Regions from separate parts of the Mus musculus genome. Here region 1 is linked to region 2. The links are chromatin contacts, called in public HiChIP or PLAC-seq maps. All regions are on one chromosome and are shown on one strand. Each heading gives the region's core, a stretch centred on a gene start, on an enhancer-like site or on the middle of the called end of the contact. The rest is flanking DNA. Distances are from core to core; before and after follow the strand shown.

Region 1 (5,857 bases), core at 1,235-3,734, 190 kb after region 2:
GCTCTCCCCTCCACATCTGAAGGCTTTTTCCTGTCCCACTTGCATGTGCCAGTTTTAGCTTCCTGTCCTGTACAGACACGCCAAATTAAACACACAAATCCAAAAATTCAGAGATAGGATCCAGGTGTTTATCTTTGTGGGTATATTATTTTTTCTTAACCCTCATAGGTAGTGCCACTGTTGAAAGCATTACTATAAACTACACTAGGCAATTTAGTGTTGACTGTTATTAATAGACATCAGCCATCACCTCACTGATTTATTATGAGGCCATTTATAATAATAGTAGGTTCAGTAATAACATGTTAAGACTTAGTACTTTCAGCAAAAGCTCTCAGATAAACATAGAAATAGCAATCACAACAGTTCAGTGGCCCAAGGTACAGGAACACACACATGTGCGTGGGAGCACAGAGAAAGCTCCCTGAACCAACCCTGAGGGTAGTCATGGAAGGTTTTTTGGAGGAGGTCAGTTCCTAAGTTAACATAGTGAATGTTGAGTAGATATTGGATATGAAGATGAACTGCAAGAGCTGGATAAGGGGGCCAATATAGAAGTCTGGAATCAAAGGAGAACATTAAGATTTGGGGGGGGGGGAGGGGGTGGTGGTGGTGGTTATATAATACAACAAGGAAGATGAGTTCAACTTCAAGGTTTGAGGAGGAATCAGGGATGGGATCTTGAGGCTCCGTGAACTCCAGGCAAGGGCTTTGAAACTCAGGTAAGGACTTGTGATCTTAGGTCATGGATGCTAATGATTGTATTTTAAAGAAAAGTCCCACATCTGTAAATTAATCATTTCAAACAATCATCCTGTATAGAGAACAGGACACCAGAGGGTAAGGTTTATTAGGTAGAGCGCGCACTGAAGAGGAAACTCTCATCAGACAGTGGCTGAATCAAGGTGACAAGGAGAGTGGAAGTGGATGAAGGCCAAAGAAGTCAAATACAGAAAGTGTGAATGCACATATGGAACCTTGGCAGTATGAAGGCCGAAGCCTGTGGGGTTGTGGGGGGAGAGAGCAGCTGATATGACTACTTTCCATTCTAGGGCTGTGATGCAAGAGTGAGCTAGAGGAACAGGTGAGGGATTTGGGCCCAGCTTGACATAGAAAGAAGGAATGTGTATGAGGGAGAATGTGGGGTGAGTAGGTAGATGGGAGGACTCTTTTGAACCTGAGCCCTGTTTGGGACTTACAGCCGTTCCACAGATGACTGAGAGAAAACCACATACATAGAATCACCCTTGAGGGTGGAGAAGGTGCTCTTAGGAAGGGCATGCTGTTAAAATGCCTGCAAAGGCAGATTGAAGAGCTCCAAAGCCTTCCTGATTTTATAGGCTAAGATGGCACTGTTGAAAGTTTGGCTATCTCTGGGAGGGGAAGAGGGAGCCAAGGAAGAAAAGATCTCTTTAACGGTGAGCCACATAATAACCCAGTTGCATAGGGATCCTCCAAATCATACAGAATTTGAGGGAAATAGAAACAGAGTCCCAATATCCAGGCTACACCTCATTTTACGCAGCCTGGACACAGGATGACACTAAATGAGGGAAATATTTTCCTTCCTGATTGATCAAATGCTTTTGGGAGGCCAGATGTGCCCACTTCTGATAAAATCTTTTATTTGCCTAATGTAATTGTCTTCTCTTCGGTTTACAGCCTCTGTCTGCCCACCTAGGCCTAGTCCTGGAAGCTTCCAGGCTCAGTACAAATTTAGGTCTAGAATGTTTTCAGACTAACTGCTGAATAAGCTCACCCTTTCTTGTTCTTTCTGATTTCTAGCTGGCTGGCTCAACTCAGCTGTTCTCGCTCAAACTCCGCTCCAAGCTGACTGAGTCAATCTGGCTTCTTTCTCTGGGTCTCTCTTAAATTGCTCTGCTTGGCCTCCTACTAACTTTGGCAATATGTTCTAATCTACCAACTTGTTCTCATTCTCTGGTTTGTTCCTTCTTCACCTGTGTCTAACTTGTTCTCTCTATTCAACCTGTCTCTGTACAACGGTCCCTCTTCCCCCTCTCTCTTTGCATTGCTCCCTCAAGTAGCTTCTCTTTCCTCTCTATTCTCATGAGAGTTGGGTATATCTTATTCTGCAAATCTTTTTCTGCTTCATCACTTTGTCCCTCAATTAGATATCAGTTTCAAACATGGGTGCTTCCTTCTATAAACTACCTTTAGCTTACTGTTTGGGATTAAAGGTGTGTACTAAGGCCTTGTCTGTATTCCAGCCAGAGGGAATAAAGATGTGTGCTAAGGCTGGGCCTCAACACAACTAGAAACAGATGTTTTTTCTTTCAGTAAATAACACAATTGTGGAGTTCACAGTGTGTTCAAATATCCTGTGACAGACCTCTAAGGTGGTCTCTCCAACTCAGCCCTTGTCCCTATTGTCCTCTTCTCACAGTACAGCTACATTCTCAGTTTCTGGGCCTGTCCCCTATTTAAAAAACCTCAGGGTGCCATTCCAAGCACCAGGTGATCAGGTGAATAGCTGAATGACTATAAAATGTGCAAATTCACATAGACAGACTCAAGTCAGACTCCCTGGGGTAAGGTTTACAGCGTCTGCATATCTTTGAATTTGAAAACATGTGCGTGGTTGGAAATTCGTAAACTGAGGCTTCCTGAGTCTATTGTGCCCATGTCTGTGATTCTAAACACAAAATCTTCCCTAAGTGATGTCTCATTTTGTTCTCTTTAGGGAAGGCTCCCAGTGCGTTGGATGGCAATCGAATCACTGAACTATAGTGTCTATACAACCAACAGTGATGTGTAAGTAAACACTTTGCCTCTAAGAATTTTTTTTCTTAGAAGAGAAATTTGGCAGAAGTGCTAAAGAGAAGCATGGATAACCTGTGATATTGTCCAGGCAATTCCACTGGCCTGCTCTCAGGAACCCAGCAGCTGCTTATGTCAGGACCTGCCACTGCCACTAGGTGTGCCAGGTGTGTGCAGCAGATAAAAGGAGGAAATAAACTCAAAGAAAACAAAGCTGCAGAACGGAAGTTCCCAGTGTAAAATCTCAAGTGTCAGGTTTGAAGGTGTCTTCTCCCATCACATAACAGACTTCAGGTGCTGACGTCATGACTTTTAAAAGAGAAAGGGTATAGGGGCATCCCCATGAGTCTATTCCCTGGACCTAGCATAGAGGAAGCAGCTTAGAATAGCTGCCATAAGGCCATGCCTTCTTACAGCCTGCAGTGACAGTCACTTGTACACTCTTGCAGGAGGAGAAAGTAAGGCTAGCAGAGAGGTAATAGTTGTCCCAGAGTCCTTATTTAGGGAGGAGGAGACTACCCTGTCCCCACTGCAGATATGTGCATCACCAGGGTGTCTCCACTTTTGGAGAACTATGCTTAGGGGTTTTAGTAATTTATACTAACCATCCAAGTATCAAATGGCAGAGAAGGGCCTCCTGTCCCAGCTGCTTGGTGTGGAATTAATTGTCTTCTACAGTAGGGGTTTGGAAAGATCAGTCACCCCACCCCCACCCCAACCCTAAAGCCCTCTACTTACCTAAGAGCCTAAGCGGAACTCATCCTGTGTGTCAGGTCTCACCCTAGAAAGCATATGAGTAGCATTTCCTCTTTTGATAAAAGGTTTCTCACCAGGGTTGGGGGAAGGGGCCTGTGGAGCAGACTGTCAGTGGTCACCCTATTTGCTGATGACTTTTTTATGCCATCTCTCCTGCAGCTGGTCCTATGGTGTATTGCTCTGGGAGATTGTTAGCTTAGGTGAGTATTAATTTCCCCACCCGGTGCAACAGTGGGCACAGGGCATGGAGCCTCCAGTCTCCTCATAACCCAGTGCCACAGGACACCCTTTAATTTCTCTAATGGCAGCAGCACACTTAACACTAAGGGCCTTGTGGCTGTGCACTTCACTCTAAATTGTTTCTGTCTGTGTCTGAGTGTCAAAGAGCAGTAAAAAGTTACCCTTATAACTTTAAATGGGTGTTATACAACCAATAAAAGCCCCATCCTAAAGGCCATTTAATTTCAAGGGCAAAACCCCATACCCCAAACCAAGCACTTCATGTATAACATGATAGTGGTTTTATAAATTACTATTTTAAAATTGCAAGTTGCTATATTGAAAAGTAATGAGAGGTATTATATAGGATTTCCCATCCTTTGAAGTTTTTCTACAATAGTGGATAGCTTTTCTACGTTATGCTGTACAGTAACTGTTGTTGATAAAGTAGGACTTGCATAAATACAGACTTTGAGTATGAAAAATGAAATGTCATTGGTACATGAGATGTGCTCTGCATAGGAGACTCGGGAGGAAGGAGAGGCACTATTAAGAGTGAGGTCTTGGTGCGTCCCCTCCACTCAAGGAGTGGTAGCATCGTGGTGTGATCAGCGATGCAAGTCCAGCCTAGTACACAGTGAGGTTGTGGAGGGAGGCACGTACCCTCTATCTTCTCCCTCCTCACTGCTTAGCACTGGGGCAGGAAACACAGCCTTCTGTGTCGGTGGGACTCATGGACCCTACTCTTTGTGTTCCAGGAGGCACCCCCTACTGCGGCATGACGTGCGCGGAGCTCTATGAGAAGCTACCCCAGGGCTACAGGCTGGAGAAGCCCCTGAACTGTGATGATGAGGTGTAAGTCAGGCCTCACCGAGGTTATTTCATCTCTCCTTTTCTCCATGTGACTCTCACGGAGCCATCATCACGTATAGTAGGACACCCGCATTAAGATATCGCATAGGTGAAGAAAAAGGAGATTTTTGCTAGTAGGCAAGGAGCAGCAACTTTGCCTGCTACTTACATCTAGGAGAGTGGTTAAGGCACAGCTCTTGAGAAGGGTGGAACGAGGAAGGAAAAGGACAGAAGAATATGAAATACACAAAATTGATGGTGAAAAATGCAGTAGATGTTTTATTCAGGTTGGTGTACAGATTTTAGAATCACTCCATTAAGCAACAACTTGTTCACCATTTTGCTTCTTTTGAGATTATTTTTCACAAGGAAGAACAATTAATGTCAGTGGAGCCTCCACTCCAGAACTAGCCATTGGAAGTCCTTACGTGGCAAAATTTCAAGAGTGTTTGGTGATAGGTTGAACAAACAAGTCATTGCTCAGATTTCTAAGAAAGGAGATGCTAATATTTCCCCTGGTACAAGAGGCATAAACATAGTCACCCCAGGCAGATATAGATGATCAAGAGCCTCCAAGAGGATATGAATAAATTCTGGGGTGAAGGTTGTAAAAAAACAGTTGAATGAAAAAAATAAAACAATTCAGGCTATAAAAATGTAATTTTATAAAACAAGAATCTTTGAAGAAAGGCCAAAATGAGATAAATCCTGATATGAAAAATGTCAGCTATTCAGATGAAATCTCAGAGGAAAGCCCTGCCCATAGATTCGATCAAGAGGAAGAAAGACTGTCAGGTCTTGACAAGGTAGAGGAATGGAATCACTCAATCAAAAACATGTTTGATTTAAAAACAAACAAAGCAAACAGCCAAGGAATAGAACCTATTGGGGTATATGGAACACTATTAAAAGACCAAACTGACTAAACCATTAGAATAAGAAGGTGGTGGAGAGACCCACGTCAAAGGCACAGAAAATGTTTTTAACATAATCAAAGAAGAAAATTCCCAAAGTCTAGAGATGCACCAGGCATGGTAGTGCACGCCTTTAATCCCAGAACTTGGGAGGCAGAGGCAGGTGGATTTCTGAGTTCGAGGCCAGCCTGGTCTACAAAGTGAGTTCCAGGACAGCCAAGGCTACACAGAGAAACCCTGTCTCAAAAAACAAAAAAAAAAAAAAAAAAAAAAAAAAAAAAAAAACAAAAAAAAAAAAAAAGAAAGAAAGAAAGAAAGAAAGAAAGAAGGAAAGAAAG
Region 2 (6,717 bases), core at 3,656-6,155:
TAGCTTTGAATAATGAAAAATACTTACTTTGTCTGTAGAATATAGTCTTTTTTGTAGCCATGTAAGTCTCTGTAACTTACATAAGATATTTCTTTTTTTTCATTTTTAAAAAGTTATTTATTCACTTTAATCCATATCACTGTCCCCTTCCTGTACCCCTTTCCACAATCCCTCCTCCCATGCCCACTTCTTCCCTGAGAGGGCAGAAGCCCCATCTGGGTATCTCCCATCACCCTGGCACATCAAGTCTGTGGGGCTAGGCACATTCTCACCCACTGAGACCAGACAAGGCAGCCCAGCTAGAAGAACTTATTCCACAAACAGGTAACAGTTTTAGGGATAGCCCCTATTCTAGTTGTTCAGAACCTACCTGAAGACCGAGCTGCACATCTGGGTATAGCATATTATGCTCTTTAGTTGGTGGTTCAGTCTCTGAGAGCCCCCAAGAGTCCAGGTTAGTTGACTCTGTTGGTCTTCCTTTCCAATACAGATAATTCATAAGGTTTGCTTTAGGAGTCTTGGTAGTGGTGTATGTTAAAATTAAAAATTAAGGCAGAATATTTTTGTCCTGCAACTAAACAAGTCTTGACTTGAGTCCCCACAGTGCTACTTTTAACTGTTGTTGGACACGCTCTTTAGTTGGACCCAACCCAACCTCATTTTCTTCATATTTTAAAAAAGTTTTCCCATTAATTTATTCATTTTACACCCTGATCACTGTGTGTGTGTGTGTGTGTGTGTGTGAGAGAGAGAGAGAGAGAGAGAGAGAGAGAGAGAGAGAGAGAGAGAGATACATTTGTGAATGCAGATGTGACCATGCTATGGGGTGTGTATATGGAGGTATGGGAACAGAGAACAACTTGCAGGAGTTGGTTTTCTTCTATTGTGAGTTTTAGGGATTTAACTCAGGCTTGCAGGACAAATGCTTTTACAAAACCATAGAGCCATCCACTAGCCCACTTTCCTCACCTTAAAAGGGAAGTAAGAGTTGTTCATGGCAGTACATGTATATAATGTCAGTACTCAGAAGACTGAGGCAGAAAGATTATGAATTCTAGACCAGCCATGGAGCTGCCAAGGGAGATGGATATATAACAAAAACTAAGATATATTATTAATTATCAATTTGTATATACTGCTTGAGGTCAGTTCCAGGGCATTTTGAGTCACAAAAGCAAAACCCTGTATAAAAGGTTGGTGGTGTGGGTAACATGAGTGCTTAATACTTAGGATTTTTGTGCTAAGAACTGATTCTGTGTTTGTGTGTGAGAAAGATGGGGGGTGGGGGTGGCAGGGGGGGTGGCGGGGAGGGAGGGAGGGAGAGAGAGAAAGTATAGTAATACAAAATTTCTCACATGTAACTTGTTAGCATTGTTATCATGTATTCAGTTACCTTATAAGTTGAAACTTTGGTATTTTGTCTGGTTACTTCCACAATCATATCTTTTTTTCTTTTATTGAATATTTTATTTATTTACATCTCAAATGTTATCCCCTTTCCCAGTTTTCCCTCCAGAAACCCCCTATGCCATCCTCCCTCCTCCTGCTTCTGTGAGGGTGCTTATCCCTCCACCCCCATCCCCATCCACTCCCGCCTCCCTGCCCTCGAATTCCCCTACAATGGAGCATTGAACCTTCCCAAGGGCCTCTCCTCCCATTGATGTCTGACAAGGCCATCCTCTGCTACATATATGGCTGGAGCCATGGGTCTCTCCATGTACTCTTCCGTTGGTGATTTAGTTCCTGGGAGCTCTGTGGGTGTGTGTGTGGGGGGGGGGGTCTGGTTTGTTGGTATTGTTGTTCTTCCTATGGGGTTGCAAACTCCTTCAACTCCTTCAGACCTTTCTCTAACTCGTCCATTGGGGGACCATGTGCTCAGTCCAATGGTTGGCTGCAAGCATCCACCTCTATATTTGTCAGGCACTGGCAGAGCCTCTCAGGAGACAGCTATATCAGGCTCCTGTCAGCAAAGCACTTGTTGGCATCCACAATAGTGTCTGTGTTTGGTGACTGTATATGGGATGGCTCCCCAGGTGGGGCAGTCTCTGGATGGCCTTTCCTTCAGTCTCTGCTCTACACGTTGTCTCTGTATTTGCCCCCTTGAGTATTTTGTTCCCCCTTCTAAATAGGACCAAAGCACCCACATTTTGGTCTTCCTTCTTCTTGAGCTTCATGTGGTCTGTGAAAATAACCCTATTAAAATTGGGGTACAGAGCTAAACAGAATTCTCAACTGAGGAATCTTGAATGGCCAAGAAGCACCTAGAGAAATGTTACATGAGAAATGTAACATCCTTAGTCATCAGGGAAATGCAAGTCAAAACGACCATGAGATTCCAGTTCACACCAGTCAGAATGGCTAAGGTCAAACACTCAGGTGACAGCAGATGTTGGCAAGAATATAGAGAAAGAGGAACACTCCTCTATTGCTGGTGGGATTGCAAGCTGGTACAACCACTCTGGAAATCAGTCTGGCAGTTCCTCAGAAAATTCGACATAGTACTACCTGAGGAACCAGCTATACCACTTCTGGGCATATACCCAAAAGATGCTCCAAAATATAACAAGGACACATGCTCCACTGTATTTATAGCAGCCTTATTTATAATAGCCAGAAGCTGGAAAGAACCCAGATGCCCTTCAACAGAGGAATGGATACAGAAAATGTAGTACATTTACACAATGGAATACTACTCAGCTATTAAAAACAGTGCATTCATGAAATTCTTAGGCAAATGGATGGAAATAGAAAATATCATTCTGAGTAAGGTAACCCAGTCACAAAAGAACACACATGATAGGCACTTACTGAGAAGTGGATATTAGTCCAAAAGCTCGGAATACCCAAGATACAGTTCATAGAAAACATTTTCCTATAAGTGTTTGTTGAAATGGCACTTCGAATTCCTAGCCTATGGATTCTCAGTGTATATATCCAAGGAAGAGCAGCTCATTGTTCTATGGATTCTCAGTGTATATATCCAAGAAAGAGCAGTTCATTGTTTAATGTGGTTATTGACCTAGCAAGATTGTTTTTAAAAAACTTAGAGTTGTGATATCTTAACACACCTGAAACTAGCTTGAAATGCATATTCTGAGGTACTACCTGAGACTTCAGTTTGAAACTGTGAGAATAGTGCTCAGTGTTTTGTATATTAGCAAAAAGTCATACTAATATTTGATAACCACTGCTTTGGAAAATCATTGAGGGCTTTATGTTGTATTTGGTACATGCCACGCACTACTAAGATGGAATCTAAAATAAATACTCTGTTCAAACAAACTTCTACAGAGTTTTTTTTTTTTTTCTTATAGGTAGTGAGGCCTTTTGAGCAATAATTTAATTCTTACCAATTTAGAGATTTTAGTATTTTGAAGCACTCTTACCAAGCTCATTCTGGCCTGGCACTATTGACTGTTGACTATATCTAAAACTATCCAAAAAGCTTTCGGGGTGTGTCTATGAGGGATTAAGTTGAGGTGGGAAGACTCGAATTAACTAAGAATAGGACCATTCTATAGGGTGGGGTCTTACAGTAAATATAAAGGAGAAAAAAAGCCACACACCAGCATTCATCTTTGTTTGCTTGTAAACTGTAGACCAGTTGTTACGACTTTCTTTCAGAATGGACTGTACCCTTCTTGTATGCCTTCAAGCAGTATGTAGAAATTGTATCTCACTACTGAGATATATATATTCTATCTCTATGGCAGCACTGAGATAAGTAATTAGTATATGCACAGTACCCCCCCCCCCCGCCTTAGTCACTCAGAGGCTTCTCACTCTATATTTTAAAGTACACCTTGTACTTATAAGTACTGTTGTTTCCCTGCTGAAAAGGGACATGTCTACTATAATTCAACTATTTTGCTAGTTGGACGAAGCCAAAAGTAAAAAGTTAGTCATTAATTTTTATGTACTCAACATAGCAATTTAAAAGTATTTGAAATAGGAATTTATTGCTTACTGCTACATTGGCATGAGAGAAGTAGGTGTGTGGTGGGGGAGGGGGGGTCTAAATTCAAAATAGGGAATTTAGCAAGCTATCCACACTAACTGAAATTGAAATAGGAATTGCCTTGGCTCTCTATGTTGCGATAAATCTCCTCCCAAATATGCCCTGGCAATGAAAACACGACACAATTAATATGAATACATGCTGTGCACCTAGATTAGGCAGATCTACCGCTACACTACCATCTTCCACAGCTATGAGCTCCACAGAATTAGAGAGTCTCCTGCCAAAAGTGGTATTCTTTCCTTGCTAGGAGACCATGCTAGTTATTTTTTAGTCAACTTGACACAAACTAGAGTCATCTGAGAAGAAAAAGGGAGGCACAGGCAGGCAGATTTCTGAGTTCAAGGTCTACAAAGTGAGTTCCAGGATAGCCAGGGCTATACAGAGAAACCCTGTCTTGAAAAAAAAAATTGCAATACCAATAAATGATAAGGTGTCTATTTCCTTTAAATCCATCCCTGTCAAACCACTCAAAATATCATCACGTAAAGTCGAAAAGATATGTATTGTTTCCCATCTTTAAGTATCAAAAGGTTTTTATGTCAATAAACTACCTTGTCTGGAGCCCTTTGTACCTTCATCTCCATGATTCTTTATGCATACGAAGGGGCTGGGTGTAGAAAGACCCGCGTGGTCATGTGTGTCCCTAGTTCGGGTTGCAGCTGGCAGCGTATGCTTGTGTGCTGATTTCAGGCAATCCGCAGCATAAACAAGCAGTCAGGAGAACCAGTCTGGCTGTCCTAGACATGAGGGTGAGGGAGGCAAGGGGGGGGGAGCGAAGGATATGGAGAAGCGAACACAGAAAAGCTCTCTCAGGCATAGATGCCCCTATTAGTTCACTGTGTCTGCTCAAAAACTGCCTCGCAGGCAGTTGTGTTCCCTACAGTTCCAGGCTGAGGTGCTGCTCTTGGCTGTAGCTCTCTGGGAGTTGGGTGAGTGAGCCTCTCTGTCATTCTCTGTAGGCCACTCAGTTAGGCAGATCTACTGCTACACTACCATCTTCCACAGCTATGAGACCCCTTAGACCTTGGGGTTTCTCTAGGCCACATGCTTCTGCTCTGCTTTTCCTCCTCCTTCCTCTCTCCCTCCCTCCCTCTCCCTCTCCCTCTCCCTCTCCCTCTCCCTCTCCCTCTCTCTCTCTCTCTCTCTCTCTCTTCCTTCTTTTCTTCCTTTCCGCTTCACTTTCCCTCCCTCTGCTCTTTTATTTTACAAATTAAGGTGGGAAGCAGGTTTACAAGAAATCACCAGAGTGCTGACTCATTCCTTGTTCACAACCCCTCACCGGACAACAGAATTGGCATCAAATATAATTATCCCCAGGGCTATCCACAACACTCTAAATGAATGAAAATGTTAGAGGGGGTCTAAAATAATAGTTTAGTATGAATTAATGTGGTGTCACCCCAAAGTCAGCTAAAACAATAGTTTGTATTAACAAAAAAAACAAAACAAAAAAAACCAAAACCGGTTATGGACTGTGTGTGTGTGTGTGTGTATACATACACACAAGTGTGCACAGTGCCATGGAGTCTAGAAGAGATGCTGGAACTTAGGAGTTAGGTAGTTCTAAGTTAGGTAGTACTCTGGTGTTGAGTACTAGGAAGTTTGATCTTTCTTTAGAGCAGCATCATAACCAGCTCCCCTTAGCCATCTCTCCAGCTCCAGAAACTAATTTTCTATTGAGAAATCACAACATACACCAGTTTACTAATGCTCTGACTTGTCTCGTCTCAAGAGTGATCAGGAATTTGTTTTGAAGTTTGGGAATCTTTGAGATATGCAGGAGCTCTGTTCCATATAATCATGCTGGCCAGATATGCTTTCCCAAGAAGGGAATCTAAATCCCAATCTAGTAAGTAGTTGGATGAAAGAATTGGAAAATTTGGCATCAATTAAGTGTTTTTAAGTTACAGGACTGAATGAGATTGTCATTGGTATAGTACAGGTTTAGAAGTCAGTGAAGGACTAGAGAGTAGACTCAGGGGATAAAGATACTTGCCCACATGTCTGGCATCCTAAGTTTGATCCTCATAAACCACATGGTAGACAGAGAGAGTCAGTTCTCATAAGTAGTTTTTTTACCTTTACATGTATGTTGTGGCATGCTTGAATGCACACACATGCGCACATGAACAAAATAATACATGTAAAAAATGAATTGAGAGGATCTCACCTATGCAGTGCAGAAGCAATACATGAAAATATGTCAAAAAGGGTTTATCACCAGTGGCAGGTATTGCAGGGTGAGAGAACTGAAACTGCCCTTGGGTTGGATAATGAATGGTCACCAAATCTCCTTGGGAATAGTCTTACTGGAGTAGAAGAGAAAGCCTCCCTGAAGTATCTCTGGAGCAGGAAAAGGAAAAGATGAGCTATGAACAGAATGCATGTGTAGGAGATTCTCCTTCGTTTAGAGAAAGAAAGATACAGTGGGAAGTTGTTAAGTAGCCTAAAATGCAGACCTTCCCTGTAATCCCTTAATGCCTTAACTAGTCTCAAGAGTGGCCAGCTCAGGGAGCTAGGACTTTTTTAGTAAGCTAGGCCTCAGCAGGTTCAGAGGTTCCTCAGTTTGCTGCTGCTATTTGGATATTTACCATCACGTGATCTGAATATTTGAGGTCATATGTCTACATATGATCTAACTGTTCCTAAGTGAGACATACACTTGTAAGATGAGTAGAAATAATCAATATTATACA

What was found. HiChIP or PLAC-seq counts read pairs in DNA pulled down with a chosen protein or histone mark.
Region 1: a contact with region 2 is called in an H3K27ac HiChIP or PLAC-seq map of embryonic stem cells, with 4 times the contacts expected there. The contact joins two enhancer-like sites. A contact is called at or near these places in 3 of 39 promoter capture datasets (the C10 cell line, cranial neural crest and liver), 1 of 15 datasets of contacts at CTCF or cohesin (the NIH/3T3 cell line), 2 of 115 datasets of contacts at active chromatin or transcription factors (both in embryonic stem cells) and 3 of 9 other capture datasets (adipose tissue, embryonic stem cells and liver).

The regions. Positions count from the first base shown.
Region 1 is chr4:94,860,912-94,866,768 of GRCm38.p6, forward strand. Tek (TEK receptor tyrosine kinase) reads left to right here. Exons shown (of 23, transcript NM_001290549.1): 19 at 2,702-2,772; 20 at 3,694-3,734; 21 at 4,512-4,608. Among named protein-coding and RNA genes, the nearest start is that of Eqtn, 65 kb to the right of the region's middle. Within about 2 kb of position 2,485, at least 4 of the 459 cell types and tissues checked have an H3K27ac peak or open chromatin away from gene starts, as enhancers often do. A contact at or near this core is called in embryonic stem cells, where this site is marked.
Region 2 is chr4:94,670,241-94,676,957 of GRCm38.p6, forward strand. All of the region lies in intron 13 of Ift74 (intraflagellar transport 74), which reads left to right. Among named protein-coding and RNA genes, the nearest start is that of Mir872, 8.4 kb to the left of the region's middle. Within about 2 kb of position 4,906, at least 9 of the 459 cell types and tissues checked have an H3K27ac peak or open chromatin away from gene starts, as enhancers often do. A contact at or near this core is called in embryonic stem cells, where this site is marked.